2 separate regions of the Canis lupus genome follow, and region 2 is linked to region 1. The links are chromatin contacts, called in public Hi-C maps. All regions are on one chromosome and are shown on one strand. Each heading gives the region's core, a stretch centred on a gene start, on an enhancer-like site or on the middle of the called end of the contact. The rest is flanking DNA. Distances are from core to core; before and after follow the strand shown. Region 1 holds the start of SRRM1 (serine/arginine repetitive matrix protein 1). Region 2 overlaps IFNLR1 (interferon lambda receptor 1).

Region 1 (7,625 bases), core at 2,374-4,873:
GCTCCCTCCCTCCCTCCCCACACACCCCGGAAAACCCACCCGCCCCTCGCTCCCCCCCGGAGTCTCCTGCCTCCGTCCGCGGCCGCAGCTTTCCTTTGTTTAGGATGCGAGCCTCGGTGGTGTTCTCGACTTTTCTTTCGCCTTCAGCCCACTTCCAGGTTATCAGGAAACCCGCGGGGCTGCAGTCCTGGCTCAGGGCGCCGGCACCTTCTGCCTCAGTTTCTGCTTCACCCTTGCCACTCGGCGTCTATTCTAAGTGGAGCAGTTTTCCCTTTTAGGAAACCTTAGACACCTCAGTCTGAAGCGCAGAACTTTCCCAAAGTCCCTCGTTTTCCTCAGAACAGGCTAAAATCCTACCCGGTGTCCCCCGATTCCTTCTTTGAATTCCTCCCTAGTACCCTGACCCTGCTCACCTCTTGGACTTCCTAAGCTTGCTCTTGCCTCAAGACCCCTGCATTGGTTGTAACTTCTGCCTAAAATGCTCTACCCCCAGGTATCTACTTGGCAAATGTCAAGGTTTTGCTCAAGTATCACCTAGTCAAGGAGGTCTACCCTCCTAGTTACCCCCTGGAAACTGCTTACACACCCTCTCTAGGCTCCCGATGCTTCTTAATGTACTTTTTGTTCCATAGCATTTACCACCTTATATTTCTTTACCTTTTTAAAATGTTTGTTTCTTATCCGTTCACCACACTAGAATGTAAACTCCTTAAAGTCAGGGCATTTGTCTTTTTTGCTCATTGTCCCTAGCATCAAGAACAGTGTCAAGAGGGACACCTGGGTGGCCCAGCTGCCCAGCTGTCTGAGCATCTGCCTTTAGCCCAGGACGTGATCCCGGACTCCTGGGCATGGGCTCCCTGCATGGAGCCTGCTTCTCCCTCTCTGTCTGTGTCCCTGCCTCTCTCTTCTGTGTTTCTCATGAATAAATTTTAAAAATCTTAAAAAAAAAAAAATAACCGTGCCAAGAGGCTCAATAAAATTTGTTAAATGAACAACAGCTTTGTAAGAGAATCAAAGATGGGAAGGTGACTGACTGGCTTCCACAGAACAGAACAGATGGAATTATGAAATCACAATGTCCCACATCTCACTGACTATTCTCACTGGTTCTGATCATTGTGTTGTTTATCTTTTCTTTACTCTTTTTTGCTGCAAATCCCATAAATGTTGATTTTCCTTGCAGTTCCGCCATTGACCCTTTTTACTTTTCACTCAACAAAGATGACTTATCTGTCCTCTCTTGGCTTCAATGGCCATTTCATCTGCTAAATCAATTTATCTCATACATACTTTTGCCCCACCTATATATGCAACTTCTTATTACATTGAACTTGGGATGTCCTGTAAACACCTCACACTCAACATGTCCCAAACTGAATTCATCTTCTTTTACTTGCCTCAACTTTGTTTTCCCATTCTCAATGAATGAGTCTACCTTTCTCCCCATCATCATTCTCTTTTTCATACTCTACTGTAACTAGATCTTGCCTTTTCATTTCTGTTGCCTTCCTTCTAGCCCTATTGCCTCTTTTTAATTTGGATTACTCTCTGGGTCATCGCAGCAACAACCTATTAACCATTTCCCCTCCCTTCAGGGTTGATGTCTCTACCCTATATTGAAAGTGATTTTCTTTCTTTCTTTCTTTCTTTCTTTCTTTCTTTCTTTCTTTCTTTCTTTCTTTCTTTCTTTCTTTCTTTCTTTCTCTCTCTCTCTCTCTCTCTTTCTTTCTTTCTTTTTTTAAGGTTTGATTTGTTTGAGCGAGAGAGAGCACAAGCAGGGGAAGAAGCAGAGGGAGAAAGAGAAGCAGACTCCCTGCTGAGCATGGAATTGGACTTAGGGCTCCATCCCAGGACCCTAGGATCATGGCCTGAGCTGAAGTCAGACGCTTAACTGATTGAGCCACTCAGGGTGCCCCTCAAGAGTGATTTTCTAAGATAATAATCTTAATCCTTTCACTCCCCAAATTAAACCTTTCCGTGGCTCTCCAATCCTCTAGATAAAGTCGAAGCTAGTTACTGTGGCTTATAAGACACCCTTATGATTCATTTACTGTTCCCTTTTTCAGACTCATCACAAGGACCCCTCTCCATTTGCACATCCTTCCCTTCTAAGCTGCAGCTACAATGAACTACAGATACGGTCTAGTTATAAACAGGTGTCAAAAATCAGTCTCTTGTCTGTGTGTTGGTAAACCTAAAGTTACTAAGTGACTCAAATATCGCTTCCTCAAACAAGCCTTTTATGACCAGCCTTCCGAAAATAGCAGAACCCTCTCCCCATTCACTCTATCATACCTTGCTTTATTTTTTTCTTCATAGTGCCTAATAGTAGTTGACATTGTTAACTATTTTGTTTACATGCTTACTATTTACATGCCCCCCATTGTTAACTATTTTGTTTACATGCTTACTGTTTACATGCCCCCAATTAAAAAAAAATAAAGTTTATGAGTTTCTTGTTCATTAGTGTCTAGAACAGTATCTAGCACATTCTTGGAGCTCAATAAATATTTGTTGAATGAATGTATGGATAAGACTCTGGATCAGTCACCAAAGGCCATTTCTACTAATGAGGAGTCTTTGAAGTAGTATAAACATTTATTCTATCAGGAAGTGTCCACATTGAAAACTCTGCCAAGGGAGATAAAACTCCCTACAGGGGAGAAGGATAAGCCTACTCCCTGCAGTGAAGTCCTTGGCAGTGAAGGTATTTGCAGATGCCATCTCCTGCTCACTTTGATGCTGTGGAGATCAAAATGGCTCTTAAAGCCAAGATGCTATCCCAGTGAGCCACTGGTGGCTCTTTGCTAGGTCGGTCTTTAAGTCCCCAAATAAGCCCTGAGCCTCAAAAAGCTAAGGGGCAGCCAACCTTGTTGTCAATCTTCTGGGCACAGATTCAAAGATTCTCTATCTCATCAAATGCTTTCCTACACTGTTTGTTGATTGCTGTGGATAATGGACCTGTTCTATCTGCTGCCACTACCCTTTGTCCTTTAGAGCCACGATGACTGAACATAACTGTCCCTTAGGCATGTGCACTTTTTGTAATTTTCTCACCTCTTTCAGCTTGTATTTTCATCCCCACTTCCATCCCTGTCTTTTCTTTCTTTCAGCTCTGCTTTTGTGTTTCCTAGGTAAAATGGAATAACCATCTTCAAAAAATATCTCAAAATCCCAGCACAAATTTACCAGACAAGCTATGGACTAAAATAATCCCATAATCAAAATGAAAATGTATGATGGATAAAAGCTGATGCATTTTGCTTTGGAAGGTGTCTTTGAGCACATCAGGGAGCGTATTCATTATTTACTGCCGAATAACCCCCCAAATTTTTAGTAACTTGAAAGAATAAATGTTATCTATCATGCACTGTTTCTGTGGATCAGGAATCTGGAGTGGCTTCTTTGGTTCTGGCTCAGGGTCTTTCAAGAAAATGTAGTCAGGATATTGGCCTATATTACAGTCAGTTGGGCCTGGAAGATGTGTTTCCAAGAAGTTCCACTCACATGGCTGTTGGCATGAGGCTTCAGGTCTTTGCCACATTGACCCCTCCTTTGGCTGTTTGGATATCCTCATGGCATGGCAGCTGGCTCCCCTCAGAGCAAATGATCCAAAAGAGAGCAAGACATAAGCCATGGTGTCTTTTATGACCTAACTTCAGAAGTCATACACCATAGTCTCCACATTATCCCTTTGATGACACAGGTTACCTATATTCAGTGATGGAGGGGACAGCGCAAGGGTGTGAACCATTGGGGGCCATCTTGGAGGCTGGCTACCAGTGCAAGTGTTGGAAAGTTGAAAATGTAGGGGCACCTGGATGGCTCAGTCAGAAGAATATGTGACTCTTAATCTCGGGATTGTAAGTTTGGGCCCCACGTTGGGTGTACAGATTACTTAAAATTTAAAACAAAAAAGAAAAAATACATAAGCATAAGAGTTTGTATACTTTCAGATTTAGGAGGGACTATATATTCTTTCTCTCCCCTCAGAACCTTTGTACATATTCTATCCCTTTGATCTAGAACTACTGTTCTCTCCTTTCCAGGCTTTGCTTTGCCCTCCCCACCTTGTTTTTCTACTTTCAATCCTTTTAACTAACCAACTCTGATTCTTCTTCCAGGATTTAGTTTAGGTGTTACCTCTTCTAGGAAGCATTTCTAGTGGTGGAACTTAGTACTTACCATCTGAGTATCTTTTAGGGGATTGCTCAGCCCCCAAACCCTTAGACCCAGATCTTTGCAAACAGGTTCTTCATATTCTACTTATTAACATATTTTCTACTATATTCTAATCATGTACATGCTCATCTCCACTCTTGTGTACCCCCTCCTGCCCCAGCACACAAAAACTCTTTGAAAGCAGGAACTGTCTCCTCTCTTCATTATCAGCACCCAAACCAGTTTGGCAAATAAGAAGTTCCAAGTATATGGGCAACAAACACACGCTTTTGCCAAATGCACAATAGCTGCGTGTTAAAAACAATGTTCTGCCAAAGCTAAAGACTTCCATCATAGAATACACTTTTGGATACAAGAATAAACTTTTATCAAGAAAGTATGAAATTTGGGGGTACCTGAGTGGCTCAGTTGGTTGAGCATCTGCTTTCTACTCAGGTCATGGTCTCGGGGCCTTAGATCAAGCCCGTATCAGGTTCCCTGCTCAGTGAGGGGTCTGCTTCTCCCTCTCCCTCTGCTCCTCCTTACCATTCCCCACCATCCCAAGGCTTTTGTGTGTATGTGTGTGCGCATGCGCTCTCTCTCAAATAGATGAATAAAATCTCTAAAAACAAAAAAGTATGAAATTTTAACAAGTTTAACTACAACTTTATTATTAAAAATTTTGGTAGTCGGGGTACCGGGGTGGCTCAGTCCGTTAAGCGGCTGCCTTCGGCTCAGGTCATAATCTCAGGGTCCTGGGATCTGAACCTTGTGTCTGGTTCCCTGTTTGGTGGAGACTGCTTCTCTCTCTCCCTCTGCCTCTCCCCACTGTTCCTGCTCTCTCTCTCTCAAATAAATAAATAATCTTTTTAAAAAATTTAGTAGTCGGAAAAAAAAAAAAAAAAAAAAAAAAAAAAATTTAGTAGTCGGGATCCCTGGGTGGCGCAGCGGTTTAGCGCCTGCCTTTGGCCCAGGGCGTGATCCTGGAGTCCTGGGATCGAGTCCCACATCGAGCTCCCTGCATGGAGCCTGCTTCTCCCTCTGCCTGTGTCTCTGCCCCTCTCTCTCTGTGTCTCTCATGAATAAATAAATAAAATCTTTAAAAATAAATAAATAAAATAAAAATAAAATAAAAAATTTAGTAGTCAAATTAAGTCTGGCATTATAGTGCAGGAATAATAGCTTCTTGGCACTACAGTGTTCCTGCATTCGCTATACTGCACATTTTTAATACTAAATAGACACTTTATGATTCCTGAGTTTCTCATGGCCTTCTCCATATTTATTTTACTGTCACTAATCAGATTCACTATGAGGTTGACTATATGAAGGGCAGAAATCTCTTGGCAATAAAAGAAAATAAAAGCTTAGTTGAATTTACCATTAATATATCAAGCTGTCAAACAATAAGCAGATTTCTAGTTGTTTTTTTTTTTTTGCATGCATAAATATCAAATATGTAAGACATAGAACAGCAGTCTGAGATTTTCTGAATCTCTCTTTCCCAGTCTAATAGCCAGATTCACTAGATGGCAGTCTATCCTCTCAGAGGGAAGCAAACAATGACAAAGACACTGAACTGTTGGTTTGATTGGTGGGTTTTTTACTGAGCCCTGACTATGTGCACCTTGGGGTTCTTAGATGTAGTAAAGAATACCAGGGATGCTTAAGACAGTCCTCAGGGAGTTTATAATGTAGCCAGAAGATAAAAGCAACAGGCAAATGTCGCAACAGAAAAATATAGCTGCCTGCTTTGCTTTTTATCCTATAGAAAGTTCCCCCACAGATGTTACATTCAGGCATTGTGTTGGTGTATTTTTAAAAGAAAAGCTGGAAGAACAACACAAATGCCCATCAGATGGGGAACAAGGAACCATAAATGGGAAAATTATCTTTTCCTGCTCTATGTTCTCTTGTGTTCAAGTGCCAGTATCTTTTTAGGTAGGACCTCATAGTAATATTTACATCAGGGAATATACTATGTCAATCTTTGTGTTAGTGCTTTAAACACGTTAGAGAATTCAGTCCTCACAATAATACCTAGTAGGATGTTACGGACTGACTTGTGTCCTCTCCTCTCCCGTTCACATGTGGAAGTCCTCACCCCCGATACATCATAATGTGACTGTATTTGGAGAGATAGAGTCTTTAGAAAGATAATTAAGTTAAAGTGAGGTCATTAGGTGGATCTTAATCCAATATGTCTGTGTCCTTATGAGAAGCTAGGAAGACCCAGATGCACACGCAGAAGGAAGACCATGTAAAGATGCAGGGAGAAGGTGGCCATCTACAAGTCAAGGAGAGAGGCTTCAGGATAAACCCACCCTGCTAACACCTTGGTCTTGTACTTCTAGCCTCCAGAATTGTGGGAAAACAAATTTATGTCATTTAAATCACCCCATCTGTGGTAATCTATACAGCAGCCCTTAAAAATTAATACATAATTATTATCCCAATTTTAGAAATGACCAAATGAGGCCCAGGAAGGAGAAGTTCATTTCCTAAAACCACACAACCAGCATACAGCAGAACTCACTTGTAGGGTTTGGTCTATCTGCGGAAGGTTGAAACCACAACATCATAAATGGCTTGACATTTGTGTAGGTGTTAAGCAAATAGCTAGAGGAGGGAATGTAGACATATCTTATCCTATTGGTGAATGAGCAAATAAGCCTTCCTTAATCTGGTCAGCAAATGCCTCCCAGTCTGTGCCTAAACCCAGGTGAAAGAAAGGGAAAGCCAGAGGGGCTTGGGTGAGTTTTCTTCACCTCAGGCCTGGGACCATTCTGATAATAGTGGCCATAATAGTGATTAGTGATTGAAATCATTCTTGACTTCATTTAAAATGAGTAACAACTCTTGTTACTCTAAATAACCTTTTTTTTTTTTTTTTTTTAATTTTTTGTCTTTATCTTCCACACCCAAATTCCCTAGCTGGGCAAGGTCCTTATGACATTGTCTTGTAAAGCTAGACACATTGTCTAGCTGGCTAGAGACCAGATGGGAACCAGTCAGCAAATATAAATTTGGACCACACACCTTCCTTTTGGCCCCCATGGAATTACTGAAGTTTGTTGTCCAGTAGCCTATGAGCGATAGACAAAGATCTTTAGGCCAGTTGTATGGTGTGTGAGTATATGAATTGTGATTTGTCACCAGCAGACCCTCATCCCAAGGAATTCTAAAGGAAGTTCCATAGGCTGAAAGGAAATGATAGCATTTAGAAATTTAGATTCATAGGACAAAAAGAACACTGGGAATGGTGAATAAGTGATAAATATTTTAAAAGCCAACTTTTTGTTCTTAAATTCTTTAAATGTCATTTGACTTTTTTTTTTTATTTAAGATTTACTTATTTATTCTAGAGAGAGAGAGAGAGCACAAGCAGGGGAAGGGGGCAGAGGGAGAAGCAGACTCTCCGATGAGCAGGGAGCCTGATGACAGCAACAATATGGGGCTTATCT
Region 2 (6,940 bases), core at 3,960-6,459, 360 kb after region 1:
ATCGGGCTCCCGGTGCATGGAGCCTGCTTCTCCCTCTGCCTCTCTCTCTCTCTCTGTGTGTGACTATCATAAATAAATTAAAAATTAAAAAATTATGTTTATACTATACTGTAGTCTACTAGGTGTGCAATAGTATTATATCTATAACAACAATGTACATGTCTTTTAAAAATATCTTATTGCGGGGATCCCTGGGTGGCTCAGCGGTTTAGCACCTGCCTTTGGCCCAGGGTGCGATCCTGGAGTCCTGGGATTGAGTCCCACGTCGGGCTTCCTGCATGGAGCCTGCTTCTCCCTCCTCCTGTGTCTCTCTCTCTCTCTCTCTCTCTGTCTATCATAAATAAATAAATAAATATTTTAAAAATATCTTATTGCTAAACAATGTTAATCATCATCTGATGCTCAAAGAGTTGAAATGACTGAGCATGTATTACCATAACAAATAACAATGAAAAAGTTTGCAATATTGTGAGAATCACCAAAATATGACACAGAGGCACAAAGTGAGCAAAAGCTGTCAGGAAAATAGCAACGATAAATAGACTTGCTTGATGCACGGTTGCCACAAACCTTCAATTTGGAAAAGAGAAGAAAAAAGAAAAGAAAAGAAGAAAAAAATGCAGTATCTACAAGGTGCAATAAAGTAAAGGGCTATAAAGCAAGGTATGCCTGCATATTGGTCAATGCCTGCGCCACGTGGGTTGAGGGGCTGATAAATATTTTGAACATCACTCCAGGTAATATAAGCCCATGGCTTGGGAGGTTATCACGAATTAACACACCAAATGACCTAGATACTCTTCCCTCCTTCCTTCCAGAATCATACAATCACCAATTGTTTTGAGAATGTGCTGAGATCCACAGAAAGGTCTAGCACAGACCTTTAGCCCTCAGACCATGGAAGTACACTGTGCTATTGCTACAAGTGATTGCTACGCTGGGTCTGCCCTTTCTAGAATATTCTGTGTCCCAGCATTTCCTAAAGGGTACTCAGTAGCAGTCTAGGCCCATGAGATGTCTCACTGTAAAAAAAAGTTGGGAGGTCAAGTAAATTTGGAAAACCTTGGGTGCTCAGGGATTCATAATGTGCACAGACTGTTAAAGATCTGAGAAGGCTTGCCCAACAGAAATTGGCACCCCCTGTCCCCACAGTCCCAGATCTATTTGACCACAGGACTCCCTTGTTCTGGTGGGAGAGTTGGGTGGGTGGGTTAACATTATTAGGCATCCACCAGAATTCACTTTAGAAACGTTTACTGTTCCTGGCAAAAAACAAGATAAAATGATCAAGTAGTTGTGTGTGTGTGTGTGTGTGTGTGTGTGTGTGTGTGTGTGTGTGTTTTCATCTGCAAACTCCTGCTGACGGCCATTTCCAAAGAGGGACCCAACATCTGAGCATGAGATAGAAAACAAGCGACAGCTGGGGCCTCCTGCAATGTGCAAGCTCACTTCCGTGATGTGGAGGCTCATGACTGGAGTGTGAGTTTACACCAAGCTGGGTCTCAGTCTCTTACCTCCTTCCCTCACAGAGGATGCAAAGTGATGCCAGGCAATGCAGGATAAAATCAATCCAGGAAGGCTTCCTGGAGGAAGGGAGTGTTGAGTCAGCAGCTCTTTAGGAGGGGTGGGGCCCAGATGGGCAGGGAGGAGGGTGGAGGTGAAAATGCCACACCCCTGGGACACTTGGCACTTTCCAAACCATGCGGTGCCTTGTCAAAGCCAGCTGTTGGCTCTCTGCCCTGGCTTCTAGCCCTTCATCCTTCCCCTCCTCCCCTCCCAGGTCCAGAACCATCTCCTGAGTCAGCTTTGGGCTTCCTGCTGGGGGTCAGATCCTTTTCTGCTCAAGGAAGGAAGGGTTAGTATTAAGACTCCAGGGACCTCACCTCCTTTCTCTGGGGCAATGCACATTCCAAAAAGAACCGAGGGTGTAAGGCTCTGAGTCTGTTCTTTTCCACCAGGGGAAGTGTGATCTCAGCCCTGAGGCTCAGCCCTCTCCCCCCACCCCGCCGGCCCCCCACCGCTTCTCCAGCAGGTGCCTGCTCCCTGGGTGGAGGGAGCCCCAGGAGTGAGAACTCGACTCAGGCTGGAGGTAGGACCGGAGATCTCGGGCCCCACCAGAGGCCCGAGCCAGGAGTGGCAAGGGGTGGGAGAGGCCCTGTGAGCATAGGCGCCGGCCAGGCTCCTCCACCCCAGCCCAGGGGAGCGGTCTAGATCCCTCCCTCCCTCCCTCTCAGCTGACAGGGCAGGGCCCAGCTAGCGTGCAGGGACCTGGAACCGAAACTCAGCAGAGTACCCACCCCAGGGACCCTTGCCGAGGCAGAACCCGAGCAAGCCCCAAACTACCCTGGAGCCTGCCCAGCCCCAGGACCGTGCTTCCCAGGGAGGGGGCGAATGAGGAAATCACAGAGCAACGGCAGAGGGAGAGGGCTTTGGGGTCCGCCAGGCCCACGCGTGTACTGAGCCCCTGTTATGTTTCAGGCTCTGAGCTTGGTTCTGGGAACACAATGCAGACCCAAACCAGACAGGGCTTCTTAGAGGCTGGGGGGCCCTGGCCAAGTCACCCGACCTCTCTGAGCCTCAGCTGCCTTATCTACAACAAGAGGGCTCCTAACTCCCCTACTGCCTGTGAAGTCTGACCTAAACTTGTATGCTGTGAGGCATGGGACAGCCCACAAAGAGTGGTGCTCAGTAAAAGCACCTTGTAGCCTGGAGCTTCTTCCACACAAGGCCAGTTGTACCTGGGTCTGTCCTCAGCCCGTCTCTAGATGGGAAATCCCAGGGCTCTCTGGGGGACCCCCGCAGGACCTGCCCCAGCCCTCACCCCCTGGTCTTCAGTTTTCTCCCCTCTGCAATGGGGTCGCAGCGCCTGTGCTGGCTACTTCCTAGGATTCAACGGAGACACTGTGCACACCTTAGAAAGGGCTTCCCTGGGGCAGGGAAGAAACGACAGCCACAATGATCATCCAACTGCAGGTCATAAGCTATTACGAGTCTCGAAAGCGATGTAGTAGCTGCAGCCAGAAATTTTCCAAAATCAGCTAGAAGAAATCATATTAGAGACTATGTCATAGAGCACAGGTATGTCTTTGGCTGGTGTAACTCTGATCCTGGTTAAATATTGACACCTGCGTGTTTATTGAGTCAGGATTTGAAGCAGACTTCTTGCCAGGGGTCAGGAAGCCCCAGAAACTACAGGACACAGACTCTGGGCTGAAAGAGTCAGGGTTTGCATGACGACTCTGCCCCCGACCGATGGAGTGACATCAGACAAGTGACTTTAGCGCTCTGCGCCTCGGTGTCCTCACCCAGAAAGAGAGATGGCAATAGCCCCTCCCTTGTTGGGTGAACTGCTTGGAACAGCCTGGCATGCAGCCCTGCGAGCGTTGGCGACTACTGCCCGCCTCAGAAGGATGAAGCCAGGCCCCGGAGGAGGTGGCTCTGGGGTGGGAAAGGGGGACAGTTAGGTGGCTCAGTGGTTGAGCATCTGCCTCTGGCTCAGGTCGTGATCCCAGGGTTCTGGGATCAAGTCCCGCATCAGGCAGCCCGCAGAAAGCCTGCTTCTCCCTCTGCCTATGTCTCTGCCTCTCTCTATGTCTCTCATGAATAAATAAAATCTTTTAAAAAATGGACAGGTTCTATATACATACACACATCTATATACATTTATATATGTTATATATAGACACACATATGCATATATACAGTATGAACTCATTCTATAAAAGAAAAAAAGAAAGGTGTGTGGCCTATGGGCAACTTCCCAGGTCATTCCCAGTACCTCTAGGTGGTGGGGTGACAGGTACACATTTGCCTTTTCTTTGTTATAGCTAACATTTCTAGTTCCTAATTTTTTTGTACAGCTAATGTGTATTGTTTTTTGGGGTGCAGGAAAAAAGGTTATTTTTATCAACCTATATAATAAACACTACCCACCTCACCTGACTCATGTGACATTCCCCGGCCAGTGTGTGGGCTCACCCCAAACTGCCTTCCCCTGAAAACCACCAGGTGTGTCATTGTGGTTTGGGGCACCAGAGCCCCAAGAAGCAGCCTGAGTTTTGTTTTCTTTTCTCATTTGTTCACCGTGACGGCTGATGACCTACTGGTAGCTTTCTGTGGAACAAATACGTGCCAAAGATCGCAGATTTCTTATCCAGGACAGAGGGAGGGAGGGTGGCCAAGGCACACCATAGTTTATCAAGTGATAAGTCCTGGCATCTCCTGTGTACAAAGCAGTGGAAAGTGATAAAGGCTGGGGACAGATGTTCTCTAGGCCTCTGATGCCAGACCAAGAAGGGGCATGAAGTGGGGGAGGGGGTGGAAGGGGGTACAGCCGGATGAGGAAGGAAAAGAGGTTGTTCAGAGGCTGCTTCTCAGCTGCCTGGCCCTCTTCCAGGGCTTTCACGTGACGTCACCTCATTCTGAGCAGTTGTGTGTGTATCCAAGTGCATGTATGTGGGTGCATGCTCTCTCGTGTGTAGAGTCGTGTGTGTGTGTGTGTGTGTGTGTGTGTGTGTGTTGTGTATGTGTAGGGGGCGCAGGGGAGGCAGGCAAGAGGTGATATTTAGCCAAGAGAGCGATGTGGAGGCTGAGGCGGAGTCCCTGTTGGCCACTGGGCATGGGGAAAGATGGACCCAAGGTGGACCCTTCAAGAAAGGGACCTGCTTCAGTGAGGCTGTGGTTTCGAGGGTTACCACAGGCATGGAGAGACTACCCCCCCCCCACGACCAGCACCTCTCCCCCCATCAGGGCACCTTCGCTGGGCACTGTTATGCCCCATCTGAGCGCCGCCTCGCCCTCCGGGGGCCACCGCAGGGCCTTCCTCCACTTCGGTCTGGCCCGGCCCTGGCACGGTGCCTGGCAAATCACAGGTGCTCAACACATGCCAAATGAATGCCTGAGTCTGACAATGAATGCGGTCTGGGTGGCGAGTGACTCACCCCTGCCTGAGGCTGGGGACACCCAGGTTCTGGTTTCCCCTTTAGCTTGCCCGTGACCTGAGCTGGGGTGTGTTCTGGAACATGCACCTTCGGCATCACGGAGTTAGCAGAACCCACCGCCGTCTCCCTCCTGTTCTGAAGACGAGGACTCGGGACAAGGGTCTTACAGAGCGGAACGGGGAGGGTGGATGCAAGACCCAAACTCCAAATGGGCACAACATGCAAAGTGCCCGGAAGGCACTCACAGGCCTGGTCACTCCGGGGACATCCGTAGCAGCTGGAAGGCTGGACAGGGGGAGGCCCTGGCGCCTGGAAGGCCAGGGTCAGTGGCTGCGCTTGGGTTTGCAGGTGGAGGCCAAGAACAGTGTCCGGGAAGATGGGGCCAGGCCCAGTGAAGGAAGCTCAGACACTGCAGTTTGGGGGCAGCCAGGAGCTCCGTTTATTGTACCACGAGAAAAAAGGGTCTAGGCAGCCTCCAGGACAGACCCTGGAGGTCGCTACTCTGGCCAAAATTGCTCCCCAGTCCCTGAATCTCTGTAATAGAGGTGTAAACGTCAACAGTGCCTCCTGCTGGAAAGCCCCTGCATTACAGCACCTCTGTGCTGCACGTCAGAAACCGCAAGTAAGGGAGCTAGCTGTGTTCTGGAATGTTCAAGCTGGAATAACACCATTCAACAGCTATTACTGCTGCTGCTGCTGCTGCTTTTATTTATTTTTTTTAAGATTTATTTATTCATGAGAATCACAGAGAGAGGCAGAGACACAGGCAGAGGGAGAAGTGCTGCTGCTTTTCTTAAGAGCTTCCTGTGCCCCAGACACAGTACTAAGTAATTTTCCTGGATTATTCCCATTTAATCTCCCCAATGACCCCATAGGATAGGAACCATTATTAACCCCATTTGTCAGATGATGAGACCAAAGCAGGAAGGATACATTGTCTTTTCGGAGGTCTCAGATTAGTTTGTAGCAAGGTTAGCTTTCCAGCCCAGGTCTCTCTGACACAAAAGCCCGTGGTTTTCACTGTCTTCCTGGGCCTCCTGTCAAGTCCCAGGATGATGGAGGTCTTTCATCTTTCTGTCACATCCACTGACTTGGTAGTGGCTGCCTCGACCCCTGTGGAGAAGGATTCTTGGTGCCACGATGCATTAATGACGTCCCCCGGGGGCGCCAGCAGGGATGTGGGGGCGTGTGCATCAGGCATGTCTTTGTCTCTGAACTAGTTCAACCTACTGGCTAGTGTGAGTTTTATGGTTCCCCAAGAAAGGGATCGAGGCCCAGTCCTCTAACCTATGTCTTAACTCGCTCACTCAGAAGCCTCAGTATCATCCTGGACCCTCTTACCTCCATATCCCACATCAAATGTTCCAACAAATCTCATTGATTCTACCGTCAAAATATGTCCAGAATCCAGCTACTGCTCATCACCTTCACAGCTGCCACCGCTATGATCTACCCTGGACTGACACCTACCCAGCCTTGCTACATGTGTCCTTACCCTCTGCATTTGGTCTCCACACTGCCAGCAGAGTCCTTAGATTTGGGCAGAGTGTTGATTTTCAAAATGCCTTTGCATATGTTACACACACAGTAAAAAAGGGCAGGAAATTCTCACTCCCATTTGACAGATGAGAAACATTGAGGCCCAGAACAGTGATGTAATTGGCCTAAAGACGCACACCAGGGAAGCTGCAATCCAGCCCTTACCCTGATGTTATATGCTCCTTGACTCCTCTAACTCCCAGAGTTTCCTATGGGCACATCTGAGAGTTTTTACACACATACACACACACACACACACACACACACACACTACCCAGTGGTTGCAGGAGGTCAGGTAGGGAGGATTTCATGGAGCCCAAGAGAGATGGTCTCTCTCTGCCTTGGACTAGCCGCAGAAGTGTCTCGGTCCAATGCAAAGGCTCAGTTTTGATCACTTTTCTTTGGTGTGTGGTGCCCCCTGGGGTTCATTCTTAGGAAATGCAGTTGATTATCTAAGAAAG

What was found. Hi-C and Micro-C count contacts between places; a contact is called where the count stands out from the background.
Region 2: a contact with region 1 is called in a Hi-C map of liver, with 4 times the contacts expected there. The contact joins the enhancer-like site here to the promoter of SRRM1 in region 1. A contact is called at or near these places in 3 of 9 Hi-C or Micro-C datasets (amygdala, liver and skin fibroblasts).

What each region holds. Positions count from the first base shown.
Region 1 is chr2:74,445,847-74,453,471 of UU_Cfam_GSD_1.0, forward strand. It overlaps SRRM1 (serine/arginine repetitive matrix protein 1), which reads right to left and starts at 3,624. Exons shown (of 18, transcript XM_038531575.1): 1 at 3,508-3,624.
Region 2 is chr2:74,806,477-74,813,416 of UU_Cfam_GSD_1.0, forward strand. The region is part of intron 1 of IFNLR1 (interferon lambda receptor 1); the gene reads left to right. Among named protein-coding and RNA genes, the nearest start is that of IFNLR1, 9.7 kb to the left of the region's middle. Within about 2 kb of position 5,210, at least 4 of the 20 cell types and tissues checked have an H3K27ac peak or open chromatin away from gene starts, as enhancers often do.